Linked DNA regions of Mus musculus: regions 2 and 3 are each linked to region 1. The links are chromatin contacts, called in public HiChIP or PLAC-seq maps. All regions are on one chromosome and are shown on one strand. Each heading gives the region's core, a stretch centred on a gene start, on an enhancer-like site or on the middle of the called end of the contact. The rest is flanking DNA. Distances are from core to core; before and after follow the strand shown.

Region 1 (2,544 bases), core at 13-2,512:
TGTTCCTTTGTCTGTTTTCAAGACAGGGTAGCTTTGGCTGTCCTGTTACTACCGCTGTAGACCAGGTTGCCCTCAAACTCATAGAGATTCGCCTGCCTCTGCCTTCTGCTATCACCCATGGTAATGATTTTTTTTTTTTTTTTTATCAAATCACAGCAGCAAACAGAAGTCAGAAAATGAGGTAGACCTTTTCTCTTACCGCAGATATACGCTGTAACTTTTAATAGCTTCAGAGAGTCCAAGAGCTGCAAGTCACATACTTGGGGTAAATCAGACAGACAGAGAACCTCTTAAGATTTAGTTACATTTTACGTGTTAAAAGATTTTACTCCATTTCACTACCTACCAGTTATTTCATGCTTATTTTCCGTTTTGTTAGCTCTGATACGAAAGAAACAGCCGTCTGTCTCCTCTTAACCAAGTACTGGGTGCGAGGTCATCACAACCGGTTTGTGTAGTACTAGGCAAGCAAGCACTCCACCAACTAAGCTACTCCCTCAACCCTGTCGTCTGTGTGGTTATTATAAGCACCTTATACGCTACCTTCCAACACCATAGCCCAGTAAACAAAACAACACAACCCACCGAGCACTGCTCAAAGCAAAACTAGCTAGCTAGGAGCCCCGAGAGCTGCACTGGGGCTCAAAGGGGGCACAAAGCCAACAAAATAAACAAGATATTGCTGTATGGGAAGGGGAGGGGCGCAGAAAAATGGCTTTTTAAAGCCTCCAAGGGCCTGCAGATCTCCAAACTGGGAGTGGGACTTAATCTACAAACCCGGATTTCGTCTGTACCTACTTTTTTGAATGGGTCTCAACGAAGTGGTCCTCCCTCCTCCTTCCCTAGTGGCAGAGCTTCGAGGCAGGCGTCGGAGAGCCCAGTAGCGAGGTCTGCAGCCTCCAGGACTTTAGGTGAGGGGCCCTCGGCGATGGGAATGGCATTTAAGGGGTGCAGGCCCAGCCCCAGGACTGGGGGGTTCGTGGGAGAGGGAGGCTGCCAGGAAGGGGTCTCTGGGCTCCCGGCCTAGCCACGCTCGCTTCCCCGGGACTCGCAGAAGGCCCTCACCCGGCGTCCCCTCCCGGTCGCTCCCGCAGAGGTCACCAGCACCACGCCCCTGTCCTTACCTCCCGGCAGGCGTACCTGAGCCTCCCCCGGACGCCCCGGCCCGCGAGGCGCTGCGCGGGAAGCCCCGCACCACGACCTCCAGGGCCCCGCCGCTCCAACACCAAAGCCCCGGCCGGCGCGCACTAGCCCACGGCGACCTGTGATTGGCTGCCAAGGGTGGACGCGAGGTCAGCCGCGCGGCGTAGCGCCGATCTGATTGGTTCCTCAAGGCCCCTGGGCGCGTTCTCTCACTCGGGCGCCCCTAGTGACTGCCGCGGGCGGAGGGACTGAGCTGGGACGATCAGGCAGTGGTGATGCCCACCCCTGAAATCTTGGACCTGCGAGATTTGGGAACCCAAAGCCAGGCCTTTCGTCCATTCCAGCATTCCCTCGGGGGTGGGGATAGGGTGGGGTGGGAGCGGGGGCTGAGGCAGGAGGATTGCTAGTTAAACGTGGCTGCTTAGGGAGAGGAGGTAGGAGTGGGGGTGGGAAGGGTGGGAGGGGCATAGATAAGAGAGAAAGAAGGAAAAAAAAAATGGAGCTTCAGCTAGCCTGGGCCCAGGGCCAGAGATGGTTCCCAGTCCTTTAGGAAACTGTTTGCCCACCTGTATTACAGCTATGACAGCTCCTCTCAAGTGTGTAGCTTTTGCATAAGCACACAAGCTTGCCCCTTGCACTTAGAAAACGACCTAGCTACTGAATTTGAAACAACCTTAAAGCTGCCTCTGGGACAAATCCAAATCAGCCGGCTGTTTTTATCAGGAAGGAAACTCAGAACAGATGTCCCAGGTTCGGTTTGTTTGTTTTGTGTTTGTTGTTTGAAAAACATCAGAAAGCGGGGCAGCTGTGGTGGTGCACCCACTTGGGAGGCAGAGGCAGGCGGATTTCTGAGTTCAAGGTCAGCCTGGTCTACAGAGTGAGTTCCAGGGCAGCCAGGGATATACTGTAAGACCCTGTCTCAAAGAAACCTAAAAATAAAAAAAAAAATTAAAAAATAAAAACCATCAAAAGATGAATGCCTTTTTGGAGCATGCGCAAATTACATGAAATTCGAATTTCAGTTTTCAGTTTTGAAACACAACATGCTCATTCTTTTTTTTTCTTTTTCTTTTCTTTTCTTTTCTTTTCTTTTTTTTTCTTTTTTTTTTTTTTTTTTTTTTTTTTTGGGTCTTTCGAGACAGGGTTTCTCTCTGTATAGCGCTGGCTGTCCTGGAACTCAGAAATCCGCTTGCCTCTGCCTCCCAAGTGCTGGGATTAAAGGCATGCACCACCACGCCCGGCTCATTCTTTTCCTTCTTGCCTGTGCTTGTTTTTTGTTTGTTTGTTTGTTTGTTTTTGTTTTTTGGGGTTTTTTTTGTTTGTTTTTTTGGTTTTTTTTGGTTTTTTTTTTTTGGTTTTTCGAGACAGGGTTTCTCTGTATAGCTCTGGCTGTCCTGGAAC
Region 2 (2,544 bases), core at 16-2,515, 54 kb after region 1:
AGGACGGAAATGGGATACAGTATCTACATATGAAATTCCCAAAAGAAGAAACATCAAAGTTGTAAGAGGCAAGTGTGGCTGTGTGACCACAGCCTTGTAGGGCTCATGTGAAGATGAGAGGAATTCTGGGCCTTTCTAGCCTAGCGTCAGGGAGTTAGAGTTGGGAATCCTAGCAAAAGTGCTAAAGCAAAACAACAGACTCTCCTCCTGCTTCTCGCCACACTTCTGCACATGCACACTCCTCCATCTTTTCCCAGCACCACCACATGCATGCATACAAACAACACAGAGACTGGCTCTCAGCCTGAAAGAACATATTTGCTTCCAGCTCACAACCATTCTCATGCATACATCAGTGGCCAAAAGGAAGTTCTGGGAAGAAATACAGTAAGCATCATGAGCCAGTAATAAAAAAGGAAACTAAATTAACCGAAAAGTGCTCAATCTTACCATATCTGGGAGTTAAGGAGTAAAACAACTCTGAGAAATGAGACACTTTTTCAGCCTGTTAAAATGAGCAAAACCGGCTGGAGAGATGGCTCAGCAGTTAAGAGCACTGGCTGCTCTTCCAGAGGTCCTGAGTTCAAATCCCAGCAACCACATGGTGGCTCACAACCATCCATAATGAGATCTGATGCCCTCTTCTGAGGTGTCTGAAGACAGCTACAGTGTACTTACATATAATAAAGAAATAAATCCTCTTAAAAAAAATGAGCAAAACCCTTACAGGCTGGATGAAAACCAGAAGAAGGGGGGTACATGTGTGTGTGCATGCGTGCGTGTGTGTGCATGTGTCACTTGTTACAGCTCAAAAGTCACTCTTGGTAAACAGTCTGAGCAAAGTGGGAACAAAAGGACTCTGCAAAAGGCTGCCTATCTCCACCCAGCTTACAGCTAGTATTAAATAGAGTGTTTAGTGTCTTCTCTCTGAGGCTGCACATATACCACAAGTGCGCCTGTCCCTTCCACTCTGCTGAACCCTCTGAATTGGCTATTTATTCTCATTTAGTACAGCCTTAACTCTTCCGGCTGTACTTTCTGTAAAGAACACTTTGTGTGAGCGCCAGAACTTTTGGATGAAGTGTGTGTGATTTACTCGTGAAGCAATCGTTGAGGTCTATGGGGACAGCAGGGTGTCCTGTGTGGCAGCGATTTGGGTGAGTAGAATCACACAGCAGGGGGTGGCTCTTCTGGACCTGAGCAGGCAAACGGAAGGGGCTTCCAACTGGAGACCAAGGACAACATATGGGCTGGGGAGGAGCGTGCTGGACCACAGCCCTGGAGTCCACCATCTGCACTTCACCACGTCACCCCCACCCCTTACCCCTGCAGTGAGGGTGCATGACCTTTGACCTGCTCTTGGGTTCTGACTAGTTCAGTCACTTCATCTTCACCCCCTTAAGATGCATAAGATGTGGCAGCTCATGACGCCCCCCTACCCCCCAGTGTAACCCTAGATTCAAAGATTTCGCCTGGGGGGATGGGATGGGAGGGGTGGGGTGTTTACTCACCATAACCCATTAACAAGGCTGAGCCCAAAATCATGATACCAGCTTGTAAGCTCTCAACGTAAGCCACAGTGGCCAGGCCACCTGAAGAGGAAGGAAAAAAAGAAAAGCCACAAGTACTTCCTGCTCATAGCAACCTCTCAGTTGCCTATGCGGTATGTCCTGCCCCCCACCCCATCTCCTTTCAGATTCCTTACAGATTTGCATCTGCTAAATCTAGCTCATCCCTCTCCCCCTCCCCTCCTTTCTTCCCTCCCTCTTTCCCTCCCTCTTTCCCTCCCTCTTTCCCTCCCATAATTCCTGGGCTTTGGGGGGATTTTTTTTTTTTTTCAGTTTTGCCAACTTTGGTGAACCAATAAAACTCCCACTAAAAGCAATGGGATAAATTCTGAGGGTGCTAACGCGATACAGTTTTTCAGAAATCTCACTGTTCTGTGCCTACACGTACATTTTTGTAGTGTAATAAGAGAGCAGTTGTGGGCAGTTCCCGAGTTAATGTGCCACTCGCTCGCCCGTTTGTTTCAGGTGTGTTTGTCTTGATTCACTAACGGTTCCTTCTTTTCCGTGTCCACATGATGTTATCCATCCCCAGACAGCAACAGCAACAGAAGACACATCGAAGCGGTAGAATAGTTACACTTTCTATGTCCCAATTTTCTTTTGCTCTCCATGGTTTTTAAATAAATAAAAAAATAAACTCTGACCAGTTTCCTAATCAAACATGTATATCTTTGATCCCAGAGACTCAGTCTGGAAGCGCCGGCCCTGGAGTCTACCCCCTCAATAGCACCTTCCCTCAGTCCCTGCCCACTGTCCTGGAACTCACTCTGTAGATGAGGCTGGCCTCGAACTCAGAAATCCGCCTGCCTCTGCCTCCTGAGTGCTGGGATTAAAGGAGTACGCCTCCACACCCCGCCCCTGCCCACTTTTAACAACCCTAACTTGTCTCCAAGCATCACCGCTAGGAAGAAAAAGCCAATTTAGACTCCTTGCCACTACTGGGAAACTTGCTGACCACTTTCTCTCCCTGATTCTC
Region 3 (2,544 bases), core at 19-2,518, 35 kb before region 1:
TTCTGGAGTGTCTGAAGGCAGCTACAATGTACTTACATGTAATAAATAAATAAATCTTTAAAGAAATATATGATAACCAGAATAACACAGTGGGATTTCTAATTCTTCCATGGCCAGTCATGTTGCATTGTTCTGGGATAGTTTATTCATTTAATCACTGTATATATGGATATAGGTATGTGTGTATGCATATATGTGTGTATTTCTACTTATATAGTATATATTTATACATATATATGTATATATATTATAGGAATATATTAGAATTTACTGTTCATGGGCATCTGACTGCAGTATTTCTGTCTGTTGGCTTGTATGAACATGAAATTCTATCAGGGAGGTTGGGAGATTGGGATGTGTATGCATTTCATTTTAATTAATATTAGAGAATATTCATTAGTCTCAATTTAAAAGAAATATGAAAAGCGATTTTGAAAGAAGAGACAATATGACTTTTGCAAAAATTAATGGTAAGAATAACTCTGAATGAACTGATGAAATAGCAGGCGTGTCATTTCTCCCTTACACTGTATAGCCATGTGGGTCTCCCGTGGTGAAAGCAGATCTCTCCATCTGCGTGGGCTGGCGGGTGAGCCTTGTTCTGAAGCCATTAGGAAACTGGAATCTCTCATTCTCCACAGATTGCACACTGAGCAAACTGGGTGTTGGTGCTCAGTTCGTCCAAGGTGGAGACACTCTCCGTCTGGCACATGAGTGCAGTGTCTATGGAGAGCAACGTTGGAAGAGCTTTAACAAGTTTACATTCACATTGGCTGCAGGGGGAATGGAGTGTGTGTCTAATGGAGTGTGTGTCTAATGGACTGTGTGTATTGTGCTTTTGCAGCAAGAGCAACAATAAGTAACACATTAACCACCTGGCATACAAACTCTAAAATGCCCCTAGTTCCAGGTCTTGACTCTTTACAATTGAAGTGTGTGTGTGTGTGTGTGTGTGAGAGAGAGAGAGAGAGAGAAAGAGAGAGAGACAGAGACAGAGACAGAGAGACAGAGACAGAGAGAGACTTCCGGCCTGGAGAGGGTGGAGATAGGGTACAGAGTAGGACTCTGGCATGGCTTTAAAGTCTGAGTGTCTCCGGACATTCTAGCTCTTTAACTATACGGAAGTGCTGAAGATAACTTCTGGAAAGCCCTCAAAACAAAACAAAACAAAACAAAACAAAAAAACCTTTCTTGCTCTTTCAAAGGGTAAACCGCTGCTGGCCTGGGCGATTAACACCTGTAGCCTAACAGCTGAGGATTAAGCAATGCAGCCTTTGTTCTGTCTCAGCAGGAACTAGCTGCTCTAGCTTTCAGCCTGCTAGTCAGAAGGCACAGGAAGGAAAAGGAACAGTTTGAAAAGTGATTATAGTGTTTTCTACTAAGTTGTAAAATGCTTTCTATGAAAGCTATCTAAGAAAACGGGAAAGCAGAAAGATCCTAAGGAAGACCAGGGAAAAATTCTTTTTCTTGTCTCTTTTTTTTCTCAGTACTTATACATCTTTCAGAATACACGATCACATGTTACAAAGTTCATCACAAGTTCACACAAAAAGTCAAATCATAAATTGAAATAGAAGTTTACAACAGCGAATGTGTGCATGCATATTCATTAGGAGTAATTATCTGGCTAAACATCCATCACCTGTCAGAGCTCCACAGGTTCACTGGAGGTTTAAAACCATAACTAAATTGTTAGTGAAGTTTTGTCTAGATAAGCCCAGTCAATATTTTATCTTTTCTCTAGTTGCATATGTAGCAGAGGATGGCCTAGTTGGCCATCAATGGGATTAGAGGCCCTTGGTCTTGCGAAAATTATATACCCCAGTACAGGGGAATGCCAGGGCCAGGAAGCGGGAGTGGGTGGGTTGGGGAGCACGGCCAGGGGAGGGTATAGGAGACTTTTGGGGTAGCATTTAAAATGTAAATGAAGAAAATATCTAATAAAAAAAGAAAGAAAATATGAAAGTAGAAAAATAGTAATAAATGAAACTTTAAACTAAAAAAAAAACATTATCTTTTGTCCTGCACCTATAGTAAATCATTAGTTCCCTTTTTATGACCTTTGGTTAATTCTTTTACAACCTCTTAGAATGAATGTGCTCTGAGTAGGAGAAAGTCTGGTTACTAAGAGCAATTAACTGGTGGGAAACTGACAGAGTTCTCATTGCAGCTTCGACTATCAGAAAAGGATCTAATAGCAGTCCCATTGTAAAAGAGCTTAATAATCACTAATTTTAGGAATTCTTTGTTTTGGGGGGGTTGTTTTGTTTTGTTTAGAGACAGGGTTTCTCTGTGTAGCCCTGGCTGTCCTGGAACTCACTTTGTAGACCAGGCTGGCCTCGAACTCAGAAATCTGCCTGCCTCTGCTTCCCAAGTGCTGGAATTAAAGGCATGTGCCACCACCGCCTGGCTAATTTTAGGAATTCTTATAGGATCATCATTAAGATTTAAGAAGCCAGAAAAAAAAAAAAAGACTTAAGAAGTCATCTATTTGTCTACATAGCATCACTACAAGATAGTACATTTTTGTGGCTCTGCAGAGAT

The links. HiChIP or PLAC-seq counts read pairs in DNA pulled down with a chosen protein or histone mark.
Region 2: a contact with region 1 is called in a CTCF HiChIP or PLAC-seq map of CD8 T cells, with 11 read pairs. The contact joins the enhancer-like site here to the promoter of Zfp280b in region 1. A contact is called at or near these places in 1 of 39 promoter capture datasets (hippocampal neurons), 4 of 15 datasets of contacts at CTCF or cohesin (CD8 T cells, embryonic stem cells, large pre-B cells and 1 more), 6 of 484 Hi-C or Micro-C datasets (B cells, embryonic stem cells, pre-B cells and 1 more), 6 of 115 datasets of contacts at active chromatin or transcription factors (the 230-238 cell line, the SCID.adh cell line, embryonic stem cells and 1 more) and 2 of 9 other capture datasets (liver and pancreatic islet).
Region 3: a contact with region 1 is called in an H3K4me3 HiChIP or PLAC-seq map of the SCID.adh cell line, with 10 read pairs. The contact joins the enhancer-like site here to the promoter of Zfp280b in region 1. A contact is called at or near these places in 1 of 484 Hi-C or Micro-C datasets (Th1 cells), 6 of 115 datasets of contacts at active chromatin or transcription factors (the SCID.adh cell line, embryonic forebrain, embryonic stem cells and 2 more) and 1 of 9 other capture datasets (pancreatic islet).

Annotation. Positions count from the first base shown.
Region 1 is chr10:76,031,330-76,033,873 of GRCm38.p6, reverse strand. Zfp280b (zinc finger protein 280B) reads right to left here and starts at 1,262. Exons shown (of 2, transcript NM_177475.3): 1 at 1,125-1,262.
Region 2 is chr10:75,977,357-75,979,900 of GRCm38.p6, reverse strand. Gm5134 (predicted gene 5134) reads right to left here. Exons shown (of 14, transcript NM_198635.3): 6 at 1,512-1,592. Among named protein-coding and RNA genes, the nearest start is that of Gm40698, 24 kb to the right of the region's middle. Within about 2 kb of position 1,265, at least 28 of the 459 cell types and tissues checked have an H3K27ac peak or open chromatin away from gene starts, as enhancers often do. A contact at or near this core is called in CD8 T cells, the SCID.adh cell line, pro-B cells and 1 more, where this site is marked.
Region 3 is chr10:76,066,580-76,069,123 of GRCm38.p6, reverse strand. All of the region lies in intron 11 of Slc5a4b (solute carrier family 5 (neutral amino acid transporters, system A), member 4b), which reads left to right. Among named protein-coding and RNA genes, the nearest start is that of Gm16222, 11 kb to the left of the region's middle. Within about 2 kb of position 1,268, at least 31 of the 459 cell types and tissues checked have an H3K27ac peak or open chromatin away from gene starts, as enhancers often do. A contact at or near this core is called in the SCID.adh cell line, where this site is marked.